2 separate regions of the Rattus norvegicus genome follow, and region 2 is linked to region 1. The links are chromatin contacts, called in public Hi-C maps. All regions are on one chromosome and are shown on one strand. The core of a region is the stretch at or near the end of the contact, and the rest is flanking DNA. Distances in the headings are between cores, read along the strand shown. Region 1 holds the start of Zfp949 (zinc finger protein 949). Region 2 holds the start of Mthfs (methenyltetrahydrofolate synthetase).

Region 1 (5,281 bases), core at 1,345-3,844:
TGGTCCTGCCAAGACTGAACCCCCAGTGAACATGATTATTGGGGGGAGGGCAGTAATAGGGGGAGGATGGGGAGGGGAACACCCATATAGAAGGGGAGAGGGAGGGGTTAGAGGGATGTTTGCCTGGAAACCAGGAAAGGTAGTAACAATTGAAATGTAAAGAAGAAATACCCAATTTAATAAAGATGGAGAAAAAAAAGAAACTCCCTCTAACTGAACAAGTATATCCTCTGTCTCTGACCTCACCGACGGCTCATTAGCCTATGATGCATGTGGTACACTAGTGCTTCCCAGCTTGCTGCTCTATTGCAGTATGCTCCGTAAAAGTATTCTGGTCTAAAGGGCAAATGCATTCATTCACAGCCCGGTAGACCTTCCCTGTGCTGGTGAGCACCGAGGTGATGGGAAAGGAACCCGATAGTCCAGATTAGCCCTGTCCTGTTCTTAGCATATGATGATGCAATCTGTGCCATGAAAACGTAGGCAGACCTGGTTAATCAAAGTACAGTTTCAGTCAACGAGGCTCTGCAGTGCTGTGGAGTTCAGCGCAGCAATCTAAGGCTTAGACCAGGTGTAAACTCCCTACCGGGAATCAGTGCCTCCTGATCTCTTTCCTATTAACGGTCTTCCTCCACACAAGTGGGATGGAATTCTTACTGTACGTGAAACCTCCCTACTTTGTTCCCAAGAAAATGTTCCTATATCAGTACTGAAAGACCCCCGGAGTGGGGAGACCCTCACTCAAGTCTCGGGATGACGCAACCCCCCAAGAACTCACACAAGACCGTCCTTGTTGTAATCGCATGAGGTTTATCGATAGCAACCAGTGCACTGGGGTCGAGACTCGTATCCCACGCAGGGGCAGTGGAGTTCGACCCCGAGAGGCTGGGAGAAGAGGTGTTTAAAGGGAGAAACCACAACTCGAGGGGGCAGGGGTGGCGTCATTGGAAAGTGTGTAGAATAACAGTGAAAAATCACAAGGAAGAACTCTCTGTCCCCCAAGATTGTTTCCTAGGAGAAGCTGTCTCTTACTTCTCAGATTGTTTAACTTCATGGTCCGCTAGTTCCTAGGAGAAGTTGTTTCCTGCTTCTCAAGATTGTTCTCTAAGATTTATGGTCAGCTAGTTTCTGGGAGAAAGCTGTTGAGCTGGCCAATGTAATTATCCATTCTATAGCCCTAGGAGAGGCTTCTTGGAACATACAATTCTGGGGCCTAACCTGTTTTCTTTTTCTGCTCTAAACTTTATGTCTAGGGGGGGCAACTTTAAAACTTTTATCTTTCAGTACTAGAATCTTCTGAGATAACGTCTTATCTCTGGTAACTAGATATTTTCAAAAACTAAACAAAACCTAAGACAGTGGTTCTCAACCTTCCTAATGCTGCAACCCTTTAATACAGTTCCTCGTGCTGTGGTAACCCCCAACCATAAAATTATTTTCGTTGCTGTCTCATAACTAATTTTGCTAATGTTAGGAATCCTAATGTAAACTTCTGATATGCAAGATATCTGATATTCGATTCCTGTGAAAGGATCTTTTGACACTACCCACCCACCCCAGCCCTTTCAGGTTGAGAACCTACAGGACGAGAACCGCTGTTCTAAGAGCTCAAACCTGAAGTGCCAAGCTGGTCACTATCAAACTGGCTACATAGTTCATAGGAGACTCAAAAACATCACTTAATAAAGAGACAGGAAAACTGACAAATACAATTGCCAATATACATAAGGGTACAGTCACTATGTGAGAATTTCTCTAGGAATTTCAAGCCAATTCATTAGAATAGCTAACACCCTCTGTCTTACAGATGCGTGGGTCACAGACTCCTACCCCACTCCACCCCCTTTCAGGCTCCAGCATTGTGGTATCAACTTACAATTTTCCCAGACTCCCTGTTTGGGATTTCTGGGTCATGCTAGTGAAAATTCCCAGGCCTCAAATTAATGGTTTTTCTCCACCCCAACTCGCCCAAAACCGGATGCCAAGCAGGTAACAAGATTATTCACTAGAAAAAGCTGGAATGTGGGCTCACACTGAGACCTCCCGGCCCTGACAATCCACGGACACGAACCGCCCTCACCCCCAAGTCGCCATCTTGGACTCTCACCTCCTTGGCAGAGCTTCTGTAATGGCCCTTTGGACAGTTGGAACCACAGATCCAGACACTCCTAGCTCAGTCTTCGGATACAGCAACCATGAAAGTCTTGTCCAGGCCGACCGTCGGACCGGGAATGATGGCTCTGACAGTCACCTCCCCCAGAGCCGCTGCGGTCCGCCCTGGAACTGCACCTCAGTCCCTTCGCCAAGACCCACCTATGTTTCTGCTTCAACCGAGCTAGAGGGCACGAGTCCCGCTTCCGAGGACTCCGAAACCGCACTCCTCTTTTTGTTTTTCCCACCCGCCTCCAGAAAACCTGGACCAAACTCACAGCCCGAGCTAAGGTGTCAGCACAGAGCCAGGATGCGACTTTCTAAGGGGTAGTTGCAAAGGGAGTGCAGGACAGAGGTGCCTACCAGTCAACTGTCAGAGCCGGTTACCTGATCCTGTGTGGGAGGGCCTTGTACGTTAGGGACTACATTACCCGTGAGCCTCTTGGAAACTATGGCAAGAATAAAAGGACATTTTCCCACCAAGTCCACTATCGAATTACCAGGAATAGTAGACTTCATGGTTCAGAACTTGTAGGTATCAATCTGATAACCGTGATGTGAAATTCCTTCACCTTTTTCTCATGTGAACCCCAAGTGTTCCAAAGTAGTTTAGAACCTGAGAAGGAAGCTCCAGTATGTTTGTTCATCCTAGAATCAGACCAAATGTCTGTCTCTGTGGGAGACATGGAGCCATAGAAAATAGGTGTGATATCTGTTGTAGGGTAGCCACCAGAGAAGGCTCCTCAGACATGGGTTTAAGCCAATAAGAAGTCTTACTAGACAGCCTGCAACTAACTACCCTTGGTGTTCAGGATCCCAATGAAGCCCCACAAAACCCCTACAAAAAATATGTCCTGGATTGACATACTTCAGTTAAGAACAGTTAGCCAGAAGCAGAGCTACATAAGCCAAGGCAAGATTAGTACATTTAGAGACTTTTCCATAGCTACGGACTTTGATGGATTAGGCTTTTGTTATAGTTTTGTCAGATGGTGCTGTCTACACACTGAGCTTTTCAGCCTGAGTAGTATTTCTGTCCTGGAGTCAGTTAGCAAAGGTCTCAGAGCCTACTAAGGTCTGGGACCCTCTTCTGGCTGTCCAGAGAACCTCAGGAAGCTGAATGCTTCGTGTTTCCCAAAGTCTATGAACCATTTACTTCACTAGTGTATTGGCAAAGTGAGCATTCTGGTTACAGCACACAGTAATTTTCAAAGTTCATTTTTAAATAGAAACAAACATTTTGGACCTCCATTGTAACAAAAGGAAACCACAAGAAACTCTGTGGATTGACAAGAGACAAAGTTATGTTGTATGTTGCCAATAATGCTTAGGAATAATTGGAATTTGAAATAAAAAATTCACTTACTAAAATTAAAATTTTTTTTTAAAAAATCTTCAAAAATGAACAAATTCAAACTGAATGTGGTGGCACGTGCCTTTAATCCCAGCACTACAGAGGCAGAAACAGGCAGCTCTCAGAGTCTGAGGCCAGCCTGGTCTACAGAGTGAATGTCAGGACAGCTAAAACTACACAGAAAAACCCTGTCTCAAAAGTGGGGGAGGGGGACTCATACTCAGGAGTCAAACAAAATCTAAATAAATGTAAACATTCCCTGCCCAAATTTGATACATGACACATTATTAAGATTAATTTTTCAACAGAAATTAAGAATTCACTATCATCTCAATAAAGTTCTATGAAAATTTTTCTGTCTGAAGCGTGAAAGACATACCACCTCAAACTTAACGGGAACTGCTTGTCTTCTACCTCCCAAGTGCTGTAATTAAAGGTGTACACCACCAGGCCTGGCTCTTAATAACTTACAAATGAAGTAATGAAGTGTCATTCTGAGGACTGTCTTATAAAGAAATTGTACCCTCTATTTGAGCATTCCTTATTCCTCTTGTATCATGAAAGGAGCCAAATGCCATTCTGCAGGTTGGCCTGTAGAGGGAGCCATGGGAATGATTTTTGGATGGAGCTCAAACGGAGCTTGAGGTGACTGTAGCCCAGAATATATTAACAAAATGGTAAGTTTTAATTTTAGCTGTTGGCTGAGACAGAGTCTCTATATATAACCTTGGGTATCCTAGAACATTATATGTATCAAACTGGTTTTAACTCACAGAGATCTGCCGACCTCTACCTCCTGAGTGGTGGATGTGTGGTGGGTGTGGGTGTGTACCACCATGCTCTGCCATTTAACTCCAAGTTAAAGAAGTTCTTGAATAAACCACAAAATAATAATAATAATTTGAATTTTGTATAATAATCTTTAAAGATCTTTTTATAGCCAGGCATGGCTGGCAGACCTCTTGAGTTCAAGGTCAGCCTGGTGTACACAATGAGTCCCAGGACTGAACAGAGCTGCACAGAGAAAACCTGTTTCCGAAAACCTAAATAAATAAATATCCTCTACTGATACTAATAAATCTTCATGAACAGAACTCCCCATGCTTTCAGATAATAACTGTCCATTGAACTCCAAATTCATTCTGAGTCCAAACTGCACTTCTATGATCATTCCTCTGGAATTGATACCCGGAGTGGCATCCGCTTTAGACAATGGGGCAGGGGTGCCCTCTTGTGACAAGCTCATTGTACACATTTGTCTGTACATATTTTTCAGTAGCATGTGAAACCATCTGAAATCAAATTGCTTCACAAACATAAAATGTCCTAAGCCAATTTGTACCAGAACTTTTAAGTAAAGGAAGGGTTAGAGTCCCAGAGGGGCTTGCTGACACTAACAGTTGGTACAAATAATTCACACTAATATGGTCCTCCTTAAACGACGCCAACAGCTCAAACATCTGAGTGAAATAGAGGCGGATCACCGCCTAGATGGCCAGCAAAGATGCTCCTTTCCTACTGTGAATACAGACAGATTCCCGGGACCAGAGGAAGCCTTCCATCACGGAAGTCACCTGAGCTTCCATCCCGGAGGTCTCACTGGAGGAGGTGTCTGCATTTCAAAGGCCAATGGTTTCCATTCTGAAGTATTATGTCAATCACACATACACATACATTAAACGATTAATAATTGGGGCAAAAGAGAGGGTGTAGTGATTAAGAACACTGACTTCTTTCACCAAAGACCTGGGGTTCAATTCCCATAATGTGCATAGT
Region 2 (5,967 bases), core at 2,978-5,477, 210 kb before region 1:
AAGTGTTTTGATGTGAGAAAAGGTGCCTTACCAGTGGATAAGGCCTCCTCCCGAACATCTCCCTCACCAGGCTGATGAATATTCCAAGATGTCTTGGGAAGTAAAGCAACTTCTTCAGGTGCTGTTAGCCTCACCATGTCCATGTGATTGCTGTGAAACTGGTACCGAGGGATGAAGCAGATTTTGCCTTGTTTGAAAATGTCCTTGATGATTTCTTCCGTCTCAATTTCATCTTGCATGCTCAGAAAGATGGAAATTCTTTTGGAATTTTGATACTGACTGTGGGCAATCACCTAAGTGGGAAATGATGGCAATTTTAATTTTTAAGACTGGATTCTTCATAAACTAGTAACTTCTCTTACTAATTTCTCCCTTTAGTCTCAGCAGTCTTCAAGAAAAGAGATGCAGGGAGTTGGTGCTACATCCTGATAACTAAGGCTTTAATTTCAAGCCTCAAGATTTGTACCTTTGGTTCCTTTATCTCTGCTGGGCTTATCCTTGGCCCTATGGAAATTCCTTAAGAGGAAAGGGAAGGAAAAAGCTGTCTATTTTCAGATTCCCAGATGCGATTCTAGTTTCTAGTTCCTGACAGTGCATCTCAGGGACTTACCCAAGGATTTGGGGGTTATTTTTTCTTTGGAATTGAATCTCACAAAATTTCCAGTGCTTGGATCATTGGACATTTCTTCCATTGATTTTACCCATTCAAGTTCCTCTGAGACCTAACCTTACTGCAGAACCTTTGCTACATACGTGGGGCACACAACTCAACACTTCAGTCTATGTGGTAGGTCCTGAGTCAATCACTACTTATGTATCCCAAAGGAAGGGTTCTGAATCTGTCCACAAGCTCCCACAGAGAACATGCTGGGAACAGTCTCTCAGCTCTACCAGTGCCATTCCATTCAATTAGGTGCTCACAGAGCTCATTAAAATGGGGTCAAAGAGCTCCTAGTAACAAGAGCTCCTAGTGCAAGGATCCACATTCAGTGGAAATCACTTCATCAGGCAGTGGAGCTAAGTTCTGCTCATGAAGCCCTAGGCACTTACCCAGGCTCAGAAGTCGGCCCCTTACTCACTTTCTGTGTCCATTCCTTTTCTGTTCTCCCCTGTCCTCCAAGCTAAGAAAAGAAGGATAAAGCAAGGGCAGCTTACAAATATGACTGGCAGAAAGATATAAGGGAAGAAAGCCAAGTTGCATCCAATACCAAGGAAAGAGAGAAGTTGAGCAAAGCATGGCAAACCAGGGCTATGGAAGGAAGTCAACCCTGTAGAGCTATCAGGAGCTGTTGGTGTAAGGAAAGCAAAGGGAAAGGCAAAACCCAGATTTGGAGCAGGCCTGAGGCCTTTGACACCACTTACTCTATCAGAAAGTATTTTTCTCATTCTCTTTAAAGCAGAGTGGAAAAAAAAGCTGAATAAACAGTAAGACACACAGCTAAAATTCAGTGTGAGACTCCACATATGCCTTCCTTCCTCAAGCCATTTACACACTGTTAGGAAGGGAGGATGAAGACAATAATGCCTGTACAACAGAGGGAAGATGGCAGCATTGATAGACAAAGCAGCACTGATATGTGGACACAGGAGGTAGGCAGAATCCATTCTTCCCTTAGAATCCCAAACAGTATCTGCACAAACACAGGAAAAGCTTGTAGCTAACACACTTTCATTCATACATATACAGAGACAAGGGCCAGGGGTTTCCTCTACCACTGGTAAATAAGAGATCCTCAGTTGAGGCTCATTACCCACAAAAGACATAAATATGCATAGGCAATAAATGATTCTCAACCATTTTGAAAAGCCAAAATACAAAACACAAAGATTTGTAAACATAAAAAATAGAATGGAAAAAATGATTTAGTGCCAAACAGTTAATTCAAAGAATGGAGATGATTTTTAAATTCTAATTAGTTTTCTCAGACAAACTGAAAACAATAACTTAGTCTATAAAACACTAACAGACTGCTAGGGAAAGGAATCAGTAAGAGACCTAAGGAATACTCATTGGACGTTAAAACTGTGATCGGCCAAATGAACACAATCTAGGAGGAGGTCCTGTGGGGGAGAAAGAGTAAGAAAAAAAAAAAAAAAAAGAAAAGTAGTTAAGAGACACAGAAGATTAATCTAGACTTTTTGTTATCTAAAAATAATTTTTGAAAGATTCAAAGGAAAGCCAGTAATCAAGATGTGACGGTTTGAATGAGAATGAACACCAGAGGCTCATACACGTCAATGTTTTGCTGTCTCTTCAAAGGGAGAGATATAAAGCCTGTCTTACATCTAGGAGTCTGGGAACAAAGTTAGTTAATAGCCTGGTGGCCTCTGAACTATCTGCATGGCCAAGTCACACAAGGCTCCCCCAGATTCTTATGTTTGTCCCCCTAGTCATCCTCCCTAGACCTTCATCTCCAGCACTGTTTCCCAGCCAATAGAAGCCATCCTTATGGGAGACGTCATGTGTCCTTTACAAATGGGAGCAGAGGTGGTCGATGATCTGGTGACCTTGGCACTCTGTAAGACTGAGACCACCCCAGGACCCTTAGCTTGTCACATGTAGTTAATCTATAGCCTCCGTCTCTATGGGAGAAGACACATGGCGTTTCGATGTAATTACGGCTTAAGCTTTGTTCACACTGGATTGAGTTAATTATAATCAGGAGATTTTTTTCCCCCAAAATGTGCTGTGCTTAATTAAATATGCCTAAAATAAAACTGCCTGGTGTTAAGACTCTACAAGTTTGAACCAACACCAGCTACTGAGTCACAGTGGTGAGCCACGCTTCCTTCTTGTCTCATACTGATGACATGTGGTCACAGAGACCACCAAGGTAGGCTTTGAGGTTCCAAAAGTCCACAGCCTCTGGCAGGCCAGGTCTCTCACTACCTCCTTTGTACATAAGATGAAAGTGCTTAGCTACTTCTCCAGCACCCTCCCTGCCTGCTGCCTGCTGCCTGCTGCCTGCCTGCCGGCTGTCTGTCTGTTGTCTGTCTATCTGACTGCTTCCCACCATGATCACAGACCAGCCTTCTAAAACTGTAAGCAAGCCCAAATTAAATGCTTCCTTTTATAAATTGCTTTGGTCATTGTGTCTCTTCACAGCAAAAGAACAATAGCTAAGCCACAAGATATAATACATAAATAAAAGCATTAGTCTCTAGATTGGAACCCATAGGTATTGAGCAGAATGAGAAAAAATAAAATAAAAACTTGAAATAAATGGGTCAGTCAAATTGGAGTTGAAAATATTCTGGCGTATAATAAATTTAAGAGTTGGGTCTAGAGAGATGGCTCAGCAGCTTAAGAGCAGACAACCTGGGTTCAATTTCTAGCACCCACATAGGGACTTACAACCTTCTTTAACTTTATCTAGTCAACTACAAATAATGCCAATTGTATAGGTACTTTCTTTAAAGTAATTCCTTTGAGGATATACTCTAGAAAAGCTGAGAAAGAAACTAAGTAAGAAAGGAGACAAAACAAAGCAACAACCCGAACTCAGAAGCACCAACCCAAGGTATAAGTGGCTGTGCAGTGAATGCAGTTAAATCACGTGAACAGTAATCTACCCATAAAGCTCGGAGTCCAGTTTTGCCAAAAAACAGATCCAAATTCAAATGTGTGTTCTAAGTTTGGACAAATAAAATATAGCGCATTTTTTGAACAGTTGTATCACTGAGCCATACTCCCAGCCCTACAATTTTTCATTTGTTTCCTTCCTCTGTTAGATCCTCCGATCCGTAGGGGCAACAATCTTGTCATGTCTATCACCCAATACAATAGAAAAATGGTTTACTAGGTGTTCAACATAAGCGAATGGCTTACATTAGAACCGGAAAGTGTGGGCGTGGCACAACAGTCTCTACATCTACTAAAGTTGGCTTCCAGGCCTTTCCTCGCAATAACAAAATAACTCGGTTTGAATGATTAAACCAGCCCGGAAACATACTCCCTCGGAAGTTCCGGAGCTATCCACAGAGCCCGCCCCTGCTCGCGGAGCGCGCGCCCAACAGAACGCGCACGCGACCCGGCGAGGTGCGCCTGCGCAGACACGCGAGCTCAACCTTCCTGGCGTTTAACTCCCGGCAATCTTCCCGCACCTTCTGTGTGAGGAGGTGAGACTGGCGCAGCCGTTCCTCGGCGCCCAAAGCTCGCAAGCGCTGCTTCAGCTCGGCCCGCAGGCCCCGCTTGGCGCTGTTTACGGTGACCGCCGCCATTTCCTCGCAAGCACCGCCCCGGCCACGCCTATCACCCTGGGCCGCGCGGGGTCCAAAGGTCGGAGCTCCAGGGGCCGGACGCCAAACTCCTGATCACGCCCCCCCCCCCCCCCCTCCCCTGCCTCTGTAAACCGGCTGTGGTGCAACTGAGCGGACTCGGGTTGTGTGGCAGCAGATAACATTGTGCTGTAGTGTCCTTGACCTTTCGTGCTTGATAGCTGGAGATTGTGCGTGTACCCCAGGACGCTTACCCTCTCCCACAGCCCACAAAAGGTAGTAGTGTTTCTGCAGAGGGTCTAAGGAAGGCTGTCAACTCCAAGACTCAATATTCATCTAATCGCCATCACGTTGTTGAGTACAGAACTGGAGAGGCCTCGGAAGGGCAAAGCAAGCCAGATATGGGTACATCATGCCGGTAGACTCTTGGTTCCTTCTGGTCAATGGATAAAACATTCTCTCCTTTACCCCCAAAATGCCTTCCTCTCTCTTTTTCAGTCAATTGGTTCATTCCTGATAGATTTGGGGGCCGCTGTTATATCAAACAGGCCTGCTTGGCAGGCCCTTTCTGGAGGTGGATGTCCCCTCTCTGGAGAACTCAGGACTCAGTCACCCTGTTCCTTATTATAAAAGTATTTAACCGCTGTTGCTGCTGTTGGAATCTACTGTTCAGAGACAGATAATGCCTTTCTCTAACAGGACGTTGGACTGAGTGGGGAGCAGAGAATAAAGTAAGTAGATTTTGAGGAACGCTAACTCAGATTTATATGACCACCCTATGTTACCATGCAGTAGCCGAGGATTGATTTTTGAGAGTTAATTTTTCCAGAGCTGGGGAGATAGTTTAGTCGGTAAAACGTTTGGTACACAAGCTCGAGGGGCTGAGTTCGGATCTCTGGCACCCTTGTAAAGGGATATGTCGTTCAGTCCTGTAAGATCTAAGTGCCTAGAGACAAAGCAAGGTGGAAGAGAGAGAACAAAGATGACCAGAATTCTTATCATGGACAGGAAAACAAACATCGAATTCACCTACATCCGGGATTGCATCCTTATGCCTATAGACCTAATAATTCATGTCAGTGTGTCAATGTAATAACCACTTACCAATGCTTGAACATGAATGTGGTCCATGAATCAGTTTCCCTTGAAAGCACATTAGACATGGAGAATCCTGAGCCATCCTCAGACCTAGGAGTCCAAATGGCTATCTTAACATAGTCCTCAGGTAATCCCTATCCATAATCATATTTGAGAATCTCTGCCATAAATCAATGTATTCCTCAACTATTAATTTGCAGGAAGAAACAGAATCTAGCATGCATGTAGTCCTGGGTTTTAGCATCAGTACTACAGAAAAATAACTGTACATGTTAGCATTGATAAATTGTTACTGTTAAATTCTGAAGGCAGGCTTTCCTGGATATCCATGGCTAGTGTGTGTGGCTCCTTCTCATAGACATCCCTTCAACAATAAATAAGTAGCCTGACAGCATAATCCAGGGGCAAATTGCCTGCCTAGCATGTACGAGGCTCTTGCCTCCGTCACCATGGCTGCAAAAATAATGATAGCTTTGTCCAGCTTGGCATGGAGGAAAGTATTCTCCTCACAATCTTTGAAAAAAATATGAGTTCCATACGTACATTTCCTTCAAGCATATATATTTGTACCTATAACTGCATGCAATCTTGTCGGTGCCTGCACCGCCAGTGTGTGAATATCGGGCGTAGGTCTGCGGAATTGAAAGAAAA

Evidence for each region. A called contact is a pair of places that touch in the nucleus more often than the background predicts.
Region 2: a contact with region 1 is called in a Hi-C map of liver, with 3 times the contacts expected there. The contact joins the promoter of Mthfs here to the promoter of Zfp949 in region 1. A contact is called at or near these places in 3 of 12 Hi-C or Micro-C datasets (the A7r5 cell line and liver).

Annotation. Positions count from the first base shown.
Region 1 is chr8:98,400,159-98,405,439 of GRCr8, reverse strand. It overlaps Zfp949 (zinc finger protein 949), which reads right to left and starts at 2,594. Exons shown (of 6, transcript NM_001134531.1): 1 at 2,108-2,594.
Region 2 is chr8:98,607,679-98,613,645 of GRCr8, reverse strand. It overlaps Mthfs (methenyltetrahydrofolate synthetase), which reads right to left and starts at 4,227. Exons shown (of 3, transcript NM_001009349.1): 1 at 4,105-4,227; 2 at 32-293. The coding sequence starts at 4,221. It also overlaps a transcript of RGD1560775 not described here.